2 separate regions of the Zea mays genome follow, and region 2 is linked to region 1. A link is a contact called in public Hi-C data. All regions are on one chromosome and are shown on one strand. The core of a region is the stretch at or near the end of the contact, and the rest is flanking DNA. Distances in the headings are between cores, read along the strand shown. Region 1 holds the start of MNB1B (DNA-binding protein MNB1B). Region 2 holds the start of LOC100193029.

The links. Hi-C and Micro-C count contacts between places; a contact is called where the count stands out from the background.
Region 2: a Hi-C map of bundle sheath shows a contact between it and region 1, with 3 times the contacts expected there. The contact joins the promoter of LOC100193029 here to the promoter of MNB1B in region 1. A contact is called at or near these places in 6 of 25 Hi-C or Micro-C datasets (bundle sheath, ear, endosperm and 2 more).

What each region holds. Positions count from the first base shown.
Region 1 is chr5:65,694,043-65,699,752 of Zm-B73-REFERENCE-NAM-5.0, forward strand. MNB1B (DNA-binding protein MNB1B) reads right to left here and starts at 2,854. Exons shown (of 7, transcript NM_001174179.1): 1 at 2,658-2,854; 2 at 2,346-2,456; 3 at 2,188-2,245; 4 at 2,015-2,059; 5 at 1,840-1,920; 6 at 1,615-1,728; 7 at 753-1,335. The coding sequence starts at 2,701. The coding sequence ends at 1,315.
Region 2 is chr5:66,025,589-66,031,298 of Zm-B73-REFERENCE-NAM-5.0, forward strand. LOC100193029 reads left to right here and starts at 3,630. Exons shown (of 13, transcript NM_001347132.1): 1 at 3,630-3,849; 2 at 4,999-5,710. The coding sequence starts at 3,727. It overlaps LOC103626480, which reads left to right. Exons shown (of 2, transcript XM_008646889.4): 2 at 1-1,307. The coding sequence ends at 989.

The DNA of each region.
Region 1 (5,710 bases), core at 1,604-4,103:
CCGGGCGACGAAACATGTGAAGCGGCTTCGCCGAACAGGAACGTGGATTTCCTCTGCACTGCACTGCACCACATGTGGAGCGCACGGGTGAAAAAAACATGGGAAATACGGGAGAACGCGAAAAAGTCTAGCGAAGCGCACACGTCGATGGATTGGGAAAGGAATTAGCGTCGCGAAAATTCGCTGCTGAACGGGGCTGCAGGATGTTGGAAATTTTGGAGGAAGTTGGGGATGCTGTTGGACAGGAGATTTTTGGTTTTGAAGCCTAAAAAACAAATCTTGGGGTATGTCTTAGTCGCCTCATCAACATATAATTACAATATGTAATTTTGTGCTTACATAAGAAGTCGTGTTGATTCTTAGCTGGGAATTTGGATGAGCTTCACCCCAGTACTGGAGTAGGCAAGGGCGCTGGCGTTCGAAGCATGAAACAAATACAAAACGAAGGCTACCATGCCATGCTGCTGCCTTCTCTAATCTCTACTCAGAATTTGGTGTTTTCGTCGGCAGATCTGATCAAAACCAAGATCATATCTGGGTGAGTGTAAAAACGTTGGGCCTGCAGTGGGTGCTGACTGCACACATGCTCAGCTGGTAGGTGGGCAGGAGAACACGCATGGCCCTGCCTTGATCAGTAGGAGCACAAGATCACATTGCCCTATAAAACCAAGCATTCAAATCTCAGCGAACAGACATGAACAAGCCACCACCGCGTGGGCAACCATCAGAACGTTTCTTATGCATATTCCATTCCACCAACAACCACCGCATGCCCATTCCATTTTTTGGCAAACATTCCCAGCTACAATGTGCAGCCCAACATCATAATACGAAGTACACGCAAACCCACCCAAACGGCAATTTTCAGGGCTGGCGGGCACTGACAATGCCAAAGCAACAACAATGGAAACAGACCAACAATAACAAAAACACACAAAAGAAGGGCAACAAACAAGAATACAGAACACAATAATTACTTAATCTAACATTACCCAAACTGACATTATGACAATGTTAGCCGATGATGACGACAATGGAAACAGTAATCTAGGTACAAGCAGGCGCCTCTGCTGGCTGGCAAGTGTGACCACACACAAACACACCAGACCAGAGGCAGAACCACCCGCCAGTGGCGCCAACGAGGAGCGCTATCCGTTATAGCACGACAAAAGTAAAAATAAAACATCACGATGTGGAGTGAAACTGAATAATTCTAGTACATGGATATAGGCTCCTTTTTTGTGATCGCCACGGGGCCTTGTGTAGCCGCTCCATTGTTGGATGAAGCACGGTCCATTGTCTCGAGGAGCTCCATCACTCGTCATCATCTTCATCCTGCAAGCAGAGGGAAGACATATTTTTAAAGACTTCCTAAGGCCAATGCACCGTGTTCCAAACAAATGCTCATATTGAGGACTTGCAAAAGAGGGTTGCATATGCAAATCTGCATATGTTTTGCATTGATGGAATCCAATACAATACTACTAGGTCTACATTGTGGTCGAAGATAAATTTAGCAACTTGCTTAATGCATGAACATGCTATGTATCCTGGATTAATTGGTATTTTGTCTAAGGAAAAAATATGGAGAAGACAGGAATAGATTTTGTATACCTCCTCACTACCCTCTTCATCATCCTCGTCATTGACCTCCGACTTGGACTTGTCAGACTCCTCTTCATCTTCCTCCTCTTCCTCCTTGGCAGGAGCCTTCTTAGCTGCAGTGCTCTGAACAAACAACACATGGTTCAGTAAGCATACGTATTTGAATAAATGACCAGCAGGAGCAGTCTATATACACATTAAGTAACAACGCAATTGAAGCATCAGTTTCCCTACCTCGCCCTTGTTGTAGGCAGCGATGGCCTTGTTGTACTCGAGCTTGAGCTTGTTAGCCTTGGCTACATAGGGAGCCTTGTCCTACAATCCACACAAACGCACGCGTAAAACAATTAATCAGCACGAGATTTCTAGTCCAATCAACTACTACTTTAGTACAGAAGATGGAGCTTACCGACTCGCTCAGGGATTTCCACCTGTCGCCAGCAGCTTTCCCCACCTGAAAAGTTCGACCAGGAGAGGGGAATCGTGACGAGTAAATTAAATAATAAGTCGTCATTAAGGGAAAAGTCAAAGTAGATAGTAATAATATGGGGCCGGTCATAAAGCAGCTCTCAGGGTTCTTACCGCAGCGACAGACTTGTTCTTAGGGTTCTTCTCCTTGAACTCCTTGCGAAATTCCTCCCTGTATAAAAAGGCATCCAAAAATAGATCGAATCAACAGTCGCATCCAGAAATAAGTATATAGCAAAAAAAAAGAGACGACGAAAAAAGTCGCATCTCACATGAACACGAAGAAAGCGCTGGGAGCCCTCTTAGGCTTGTTGGGGTCCTTGCCGGCCTTCCCTTTCCTGCCCTTGGCGGGCTTCTCCGCCCCCTTGCTCTTCACCGCCAGCCTGCAGATGCCAAAGCAATCGAGTCGACGACGACGACGACAGAGACAGCGACAGCAAAACAACGACGACGGGAAAAAAAAAGGTCAAAATCTACTCGCGGCGGCGGATGTCATAATAACAGAAATCGAATGCTTCGGACGCCACGGAACAGATCCACGGGACGAACAAGGAAGAAGAGAACCGGAGATTCGTTTTTCTTACTTGGCATCGGCCTTGGCGGCGCCCTTGGATTTGGCCCCCTTCATGGCGGATTCGAGCGGCGACACGGAGCGCAGCGTTCAGATCCGCGCTTGGCGGAGGGAATCCCGGTCGCGGGCGGACGAATCGGGGTCGAATCGAGGGCGAAATTGCCTCTGGCGGCCCGCGGGGAGAGGGAGGGAGGGAAGGGGAAAGGGAGGCGACGGGCGCTGCAGGAGGGGAGGGCAGGCGCAGGGGATAAGAAGGAAGGCGTGGCCCAAGGGCATATCAGCGATTCTGCCCGCGCAGCGAGGGCCCGCACCCGCCTCCCAATTTGAATTCCCGTACCGGCCGGGACCTTTTCTCACCGCAACCACGGGCACATTGCCCACTGTCCCGCGGGGCCAGACAATCGCGGGACCCGGTTGTCATCCTGTGATCGGCTACGACGGCTAGGGCTGCGGCCACCCGCGTACGAGTGGCGGAGGGGCGTGCTCGCGGTTTCGGGACGCCCGGGGTCCTCCGCGCAAAAGCGGCGTCGCAGGGGCTGTGGCGGGATTTTGGAAAATTTGGGCAGGGCGGAGGGGTGTGTGCATGTGCCGCGCGGATCACATGGCTGACGGGCGGGGCCCGTGCGCAGTGGCACGGAGGCAGATATTTTCCGGCGGCAGGGGGTGGTGGGCTGCCACGTCACCGATCCGCGAGAGCGCGCATGGTTGGCTAGAGCCTGGCGCGTGTGTTTGTGCTGTGTGTGGTGTGGGTGTGCTTCTTGCCGTGTTTTCTGTGAGCGCAAATCTAATGGTCTCATTCGGAATACATTAGTCATATAGTAGCATCTCTAATGAACCAGTTTAATTTCAAAAAGGGAAAAGGGCTCTAGGATTAAGGAAAAAGTTCTCGTGTTCTAAACATGGCCTAACAGAATGGTGTAAAAATGTTTTGTTGGATCCATGCAAATATGTACAGCAATATGCATTAGCCGTACTGCCCACTTCTCGCACACAAAAAAAAACTACACATGCTAAACCATGTACATTTGTATCTTTTTGATTGCAGCAACATGTACCAAATAATAGACCAATGAATGAACATATATGATTTGCCTGTACAATCATAATGATGTGGCGCGTCATCTTCTTTACAGCAAATAAACACAACAAAGCCCATTAGAAACGTGCACTACACCCGATAGGCCCATACCAGCCCATTCAAGACAAAAGTGCTCAGGCCCAGCTCAGTGGCTCACGTGTTGACTACCGTTCGGACTGCTTCCTTTCTCGCTCAACTTTGGAGCTGTTTTTGCAGAGACGGGACGGTCTGAGCATATATATCACTCTTGTTGAGAGCTACGTTATCACGGACCATTAGATCTGTTTCTTTCCACCCATCAGCAGTTTAGACACGAGAAGATGTTGAAGATTTATCTCCTTTCCCAAAAGCATGGCAGAGGAACACACGAGACACGAGATGTTTGGTTGAGCCTTTGTCCTAAATTATGAGGGTACATGTTCCTTTATATAAAGACAAGAGACCCTTAGAGGTATAAGTGGTATTTGCTCATATAACCCTCCGTTATGGTTTCTTAACACTCCTCATTGGACGAATACCGCGACCAACACATGCCTCATTAAACCTCCTAAAAACCCAGTGGAAAATATAGAGAAAGAGCACATGGTGATGCATATTGAAAAAAGAGTACAACCACTGTCATCATGATATATTTCAATCTTCTAGATATGGGTTCCATTGAATCTTCTCCGAGGGCTAAATTTAGAAATGTGCTTCTCTTGATCCTTGCAAAATTGTATTAATATGGCAAAACATCTTCTAGAAGTATATGCACATAGAGATTTAGGGTCGTTTGGTTGCGGGACAGCCAGAATAGGGACATCCTCTGGCGTCCTCTCTTGTCCCTCCAATTTTGAGGGACAACTGAAGAAAACATTAGGATAGTCCTGTCCCAACCCTTGTCTCTGAACCAAAGAACCTTATTTAAGGGATCGTCCCATCCCGTCCCGTCCTGTCATTGCAACCAAACGCATCATTAGTAAGCGGGTCGCATATCCTTGCAAGGATTATTTCAGAAACTTCACCTCAACTCGCTACTAGGATACACGAGGTACATGCACGTGTCAAGTTAAATAAGTCACTTTGACTTGTGGTGTTCGGTCGACTGGATCTATATGATAGAAACTTTCATAAAGGTTCACTTGTTGATCATCAAGTTGATGCCTTCAGGGCATACAATATGACATTCAGTGTCTCACAGTTGTGATCAATATAAGCATTCACTCCCTCTGATGATGGTATTTGTCAAAGTCATTATCCCTCGTAACTCAAACATATTCTTCAAGATATATGTCTCATTGTTCATCTAGAATAACGAGGATGGATGAGGTTGGGGCGCTACACTTTTCATTCTATCATACACCACAATGTGTGTATGGTTGTGCAAAGCAAAAAAAACTTGTCTTTCCATAGAACTTAGGGGATAATATAGTTGCAATAGTACATATTCCAAATATGACTCACTGCTCCAAGTGTTCATTGATTGCAAATTATATGATGGTGTAATAAAAGTCCATCAAAGATCGTAATCCATCAGGGATTCTTCATTGATCAGATACATTGCTATAGTCTGTTATTCTAGCATAATGGGATATTTTGCAATAACACCTAAACCATCGGGGTTATTTCCATCAAGGCTTTAGAGGATACCGTAATTCCACATCTAATGGAATATACCACGAGTAAAACTCATAGAATGCACATGTGCTTATACGATGAACTTCAAGTTCTTTGGTACCCCATCTTATTCCTTTTCGGGTTTGTATGAGTCTTTATCCCTTTGTAGGAGTTATCAAACTTTGGTGTTCAACACAAACTTTGTTTCTTATAGAAAGGTTCCATATGGGAACTATAATCTCAACTAGGAGATATTCTCTCTACACAGAAGAATGGTCATTTATCAGGAATGTATTATCCCGTATGATATTTATATGTTGCATATTTATAATTCAAATGTATGAGTCCTCCTGGGATCTCATGACGGATCTTCAGAATCCTATTAACTTCAT
Region 2 (5,710 bases), core at 2,380-4,879, 330 kb after region 1:
CGAGGGCGGCCGCGCAGGCCGCCGCGGACGCCGCCGTTGCTGCGCGCGCCGTGGCCGCCGAGAAGGCCGCCGTCGCCGCGAAGGCTAGGGCGGCCGCGCGCGCCGCCATGGAGTTCATCGACTCCTTCTCTACCAGGGCCGGCGCGTCCAGGAACGGGAGCGGCCTCCAGTTCAAGATCAGGTCTAGGAAGAAGCATGTCCAGGTCAAGATGCTGTACAGGCCCAATGGAACCCTAGGGCCAGCGGAGGCTCCCAAGCCTAGGAGACGCAAGCAGTCGGATGAAGAGGTCCCGCACAATTTGCACCGCCTCATGAATAGCTCGCCGAGGATCTCTCACGCTGGACTGCCCAAGAGGCCTCGCACGACCGCTGCTGGGGATGCCAAAAATGGAGCTGTAGCACCCGGTGGAGGTAACGGCGCTGGTGTTTGTAACGGTTCTTCAGTTCAGGTGCCGACGGAGGCTGGCGGTTGGTTGGGTAATGGATGCTCTGAGGCGAAATCTCATGAGAGAACCGTTCCATTGCTCAACCACGAGGTCTCTGGTGAAGACTCATCCAGGCACGCCGCGAAGAGTAGCGGCGGCATTGCTGACAACGGAGTCGGGGTTGGGAACTCGAGTGCTGGTCAGAAAGTGAAGGTCAAGAGGAAGGAGCTGCTCCTGAATCAAAATACCGGTAAAGAAAGAGAAGAACCAGAAGAGGCCACACAAACAGAGCCCTTTGTACGTTCTATCACGCTCGATGAATCGAAACCAAACTCAAAAGGAAAAGGAAGGTCAAACCCAAATGGGAATGGAACAGAAAGGCTTGCAGGCCCTGCAGATACGAAGGGCCGTGGCGAAGGCGTGACGCCACCGAAGATAACTTCCGTATGGAAGATCAAGAAGCTGAAGACATCTCACTGCTCTTCCGACAGCAAGGTGCTGCACAAGGTCTGCGTGCCGCCTCCTACGGCGGCTGAGACCTCTGCTTCGGTGAAAGCTGATTAGCGAGGCACCATAGCGTATAGTTCGGCGGATGCATGTCTTAGCTACGCTTGTTGTGAGGTTTTTGTATGTTCAAGTTGCTACTCGGACGAGGAGGGAAAGCGGAGGTAAATCTCTCTTGGTAGATCTCACGTTTGCTTTGATTTTTCATACGAATGTGCTTGTTTTATGGTATATAGATTATTGGGTATTTCTACTGTACTGTTTCTGCCCCTGCTTCCATTTGATGTCACTAGTGGTAGGGAGTGTGGCATAATCATGTAGATGTACCTGCTATGCATACATCGTTTTAATAAATGGCACCATTGCTCTCAGATACTATTTTTTTTGCCTGTGTTTCTTGGTGTCCTTTACACTATCATGGTTAGTGCAGATATCTGTTAAATTATCAGGGGATTATGACAACAGGTAAGAAGTCCTATTTGCCTGTAACTACTAGTCGAGGTAATTGCTCTTTTCATGTACGAGCTAGAAAGAAATTGTTGTATAATTAATGTTATTAATAAGACCGAACATGACTGATGTGTGAGCCTCTGTTTTCGCTGCTTCTGAGTAGATTCCCAACTCCAGCATATGATGTTAGCATGCATGCTTCTGATTTGGTTCACTAGATTTTATGCCCAAAATATGATGGACTAGCATTCAGGTTCTTTGGATGATGTTACTTTTCCAGATCGTTTTTTATACCGATCACAATATTCATGGGTGGCTGAACATGGAAGGGCCATTGGAATTGCAAGATGTTAGATCCTATTTGTTTTCACATGTGAGTATATTTTGTGATGGTGATGAGTGATGACTACTGTCTTGAGGGCGCCCTGCATGTTGTGGCACCTGCACCATGTGTAACCAGATTACCAGAATTCAGTTGAGTGTTTGTCTGTGTTTGATGCCAGCACCATGGTGTGGCTGGAGAAGACACCATGCCTAGCTTAGCTAGTACCAGAATTCAGTTGACTTGTGATAACCTGGTGGTGATAGGAAAGTTGGGAGCAGCATGGGTACTGTTGCTGGTATGGCAAGCATGAGTGATGGTGGTGGACCTGGTGGCCACAGGTGCACCTAGATTTTTTCTCTCTTCTGCTGCTGCTGCTGGTGGATCTAGCACAGATGATGCATACTCCTACATGATTGCTACTCCCTCTGTCTGAACAAAATGACGTTCTAGTTTTCTCCAGGAAATTACAGATTATCTCATGTTTGACAAAAAAAACAAGACAAATTATCTTATGTTTGACCAAGTATTACGCTAAATTGAAGTGGAGCATGGATAAGATGTGGGATGCTGGCGCAATAATATACGACCAACGACCAGTGTTGCACGCAATAATATATATGTTAACGAAAAGATAATAATTTTTGTACGTATAATCTGGAATTGCCATCAAATAAACGAATCGCTTCCGCATAAGCAAAATAAAACACCTTACTCGATATGTTTAAGCCAAGCTGACAAAATCCACTAATGAACTGAAACTGAAGCTGCCCTCATGTAGGTTGAAATGCGAGGTGTATGAAGCGTCATATTAATCTAGGACAAAAGAAAAGAAAAGAAAAAAACGTGTTCATGTGGACAAAAACAAACGCCTCGGATCGAGTACCGTACGTACACCCACCGCGACATGTGCTTCTTTTCCTTTTCCCTTTTTGATTTGCAGAGACACTGTGGTAGTCTGTCCGCGGGTTGCTCACATGCGAGTTAAATTGACAACGCCAGTGGGTCCCAAAAACCACATGGATGGTGTTCTATCACCTCATCGTCGTTATATAATCTTTGTGAATTTCAGGTTAACTCTACTACTCCATCCGTCTGTATAATTTAGTTGTTTTGAATTTATCTTAAGTCAATCATTATTAACTTCGACCGGTTATATCGAAAAATTTTTTACAACATAAAAGTAAAGTTGTTAGACTTATCATGACTTGAACTGCCATAATATCTTATTCTTCTAGCATAAAATAATTTAATCTTATATATTGTTGGTTAAATTTAAAATAGCTTGACTTAGAACCAATCTAAAACGACTAAATCATGTGAAAACAGAGGGAGTATATAGTAGCTTTTAACTGTTAGTTACCGACGCACTGTTTGAGATGTCCCCCGCTCCGGAAATTTTGGTGGAGTTAGTGAAGCAAATTATTAGATGTTCTAGAAAATCATGGAGTTGGGAGTTGCAAACCCTTAAAAGACATCTAAATAAGTCATTCCTTCATATTTTTTAAAAACATTTAAATTTAGATTATAAACTACAACATGCTGGAACTTAGAGCAATCATAAACACCCACTAGCTTTGTGTTGTGTGTGTGAGAGATTAGGTGAAGCTCTCTCATCCCCACTACTAGTACTAGCACAGTCCATTGTACAGCTGTCAGCTATGGTACATACATACATTATCCCACAACCACCTCCAAGATGAACATTTTACACTTGAGTTTGGTTGTTAAAATCACTAACTCCCTCAAGAAGGCTGGTCGTCAGTTCGCCACCGTCAAGAGAGTAGAAGATGGTTAGCACTAAGCACTTGTACGGGCAGTTTTACAGAAAGGTCCCTGAGGTAGAAAACCAAGGCCAACACATCTCCGGACGGGACGGGCACAAGACAACCATCGGAGTCGGAGGCACCCGCACCGCACGCCGACCCGCGCACACTCCCCCGCGGCCGCGCCCCCGATCTCGCCGGGCCGGTGGCCCTCGCCGCCGGCGACACCCACCGCCCAATCGCCCACGCCCGGGGGGCGATGGAGGCGGCCTTCGACGCCTACTTCCGCGCCGCAGATCTGGACCGCGACGGCCGGATCAGCGGCCAGGAGGCCGTCGCCTTCTTCAAGGGCTCCGGCCTGCCCCAGCCCGTCCTCGCGCAGGTGGTCCTCAGATCTCCTCTCTCTCCTCCCCAGCGCCGCGCCGCTCCTACCACGGCGATCTGTGCAGTCCAGCCACCCCCCGTGCGGTTCGAATCGCAGGGTGCCTGGTCGGTGCGGCCTAGTTGCTCGGTCGGAATTTCGAGCTCCCTTGGGCTACGGGAGCCGAGATTCTGGATCCCGCGTTGCTCATTTTGGTTTATGGATGGATGTCGCTGTATCCCACTACTTCCCAAGGAATCAACCTTAAGTTACTTTTCAGTGCTCATGCTTAAATGTGTCCTGCTACTCCTGCCTTGATCCAGCTGTGTAATTAGGCACTCTAGCTCGCACTTTGCTTGTCATGTTTCTGTAATACCAAGGTTCGCTCATCCAAGCTTGGAACACCGAGTGGGGTTTCAACGGTTGTGCTTGCTTGCTTAGTACCAAGTGTCGGGAACCAAGGTTTAGGCCACAGATTGGGGCTTTCCATTTGAGCGCCATGAGCCTAATTTGCATTTAGGATCCAATCTGAGCGGAGTACAAGATTACGTTTAGCCCGTTCGTTGGACCCAGGGATGGATCCTAAACATCCGAATTATATGACAATTTTTATATCTTAACATATATATATATATATATATAAATATAATTTAGTGCTAAATTTTAGTCATGTTGTTAAGAATATTATAGAAGACAAGAATAAAATTTTGTATATATTTTTTTGCATTATTTTCTCACTACGATGTAAAAGGTGAAAAAACATTCGAATCCGAATTCATATCTGTATCCAAATTTTATATCAATTATTTAAAAATATATAGAACAATTTTGGGGTTTACTTTTTATGAATCTTAATTAGCTCATTGCTGAAAACAAGAATATAAATTTACATTCGTTCGCAATCGAAGAAAGAAGACCAAAAAATTAATATCTGAATAAGTATCTGGATCCATCCCTATTTGGACCCCAGCAGACCTGCACATTTCACTTCTGCTATCCGAATCTACTCTGCAATCAATCGTGGTTTATTTATTTATTTATTTATTTGCAAAATGCAATCTATTGGGATGCTGTTATTATTATTAGTAACTCAAACACTATTGAACTGCGCACACTTCATTTCTGTTTACTTCCACTCATAGCTTTGTATTTTTCTCTTCTCCGGTTCAGATTTGGACGTATGCTGATAAAAACCGGTCTGGTTTTCTTGGGCGTGAAGACTTCTTCAATGCACTCAAACTTGTCACAGTAGCTCAGAGCGGCCGAGAATTGACACCTGATATTGTTAGATCAGCATTATTCGGCCCAGCTGCTGCGAAAATCCCTGCTCCTCGGATAAATGTTTCTACAGCTGCTCCTCAGGCAAGTAGCGTAGCTAACCTCCCGAATGCCACTCAAGCACCAGGTCCTGTTCAGCAGACTCCTGTCGTAAGAGGGACACAAGGGCTTCCTGGTATATCGTCAAATCCACAAGTCAGGCCACCACAACCTCCAAATGCAAACACTGCGCCCCCTGCTCATGGTCAGGGAGTTGCCTCAAGGCCACCCGTAGGAAGTGGTCCCACTGGGATAAACCATACTAGCTCAACCACACCAAGTCTAGCAACTGATTGGTTCAGTGGTAAGAGAAGTGCAAGTCCGTTGGGTGCAACTTCACAAACTCCAACAAGAGGTATTTCTCCACAGGCCAACCTTAGCAGTGCGGGAATCTCAGTGCAGAATTCAGCTCCTGTACCAGGCTACAATTCTCATACACCAGGTGTCAATGCAATTTCAACAAATTTGAACGTGATGTCTTCCCAACCATCAGTCAATGACTCCAAGGCGTTGGTGCCATTGGGTAATGGATTGTCGTCAAACTCAACTTTTGGTGCTGACCCTT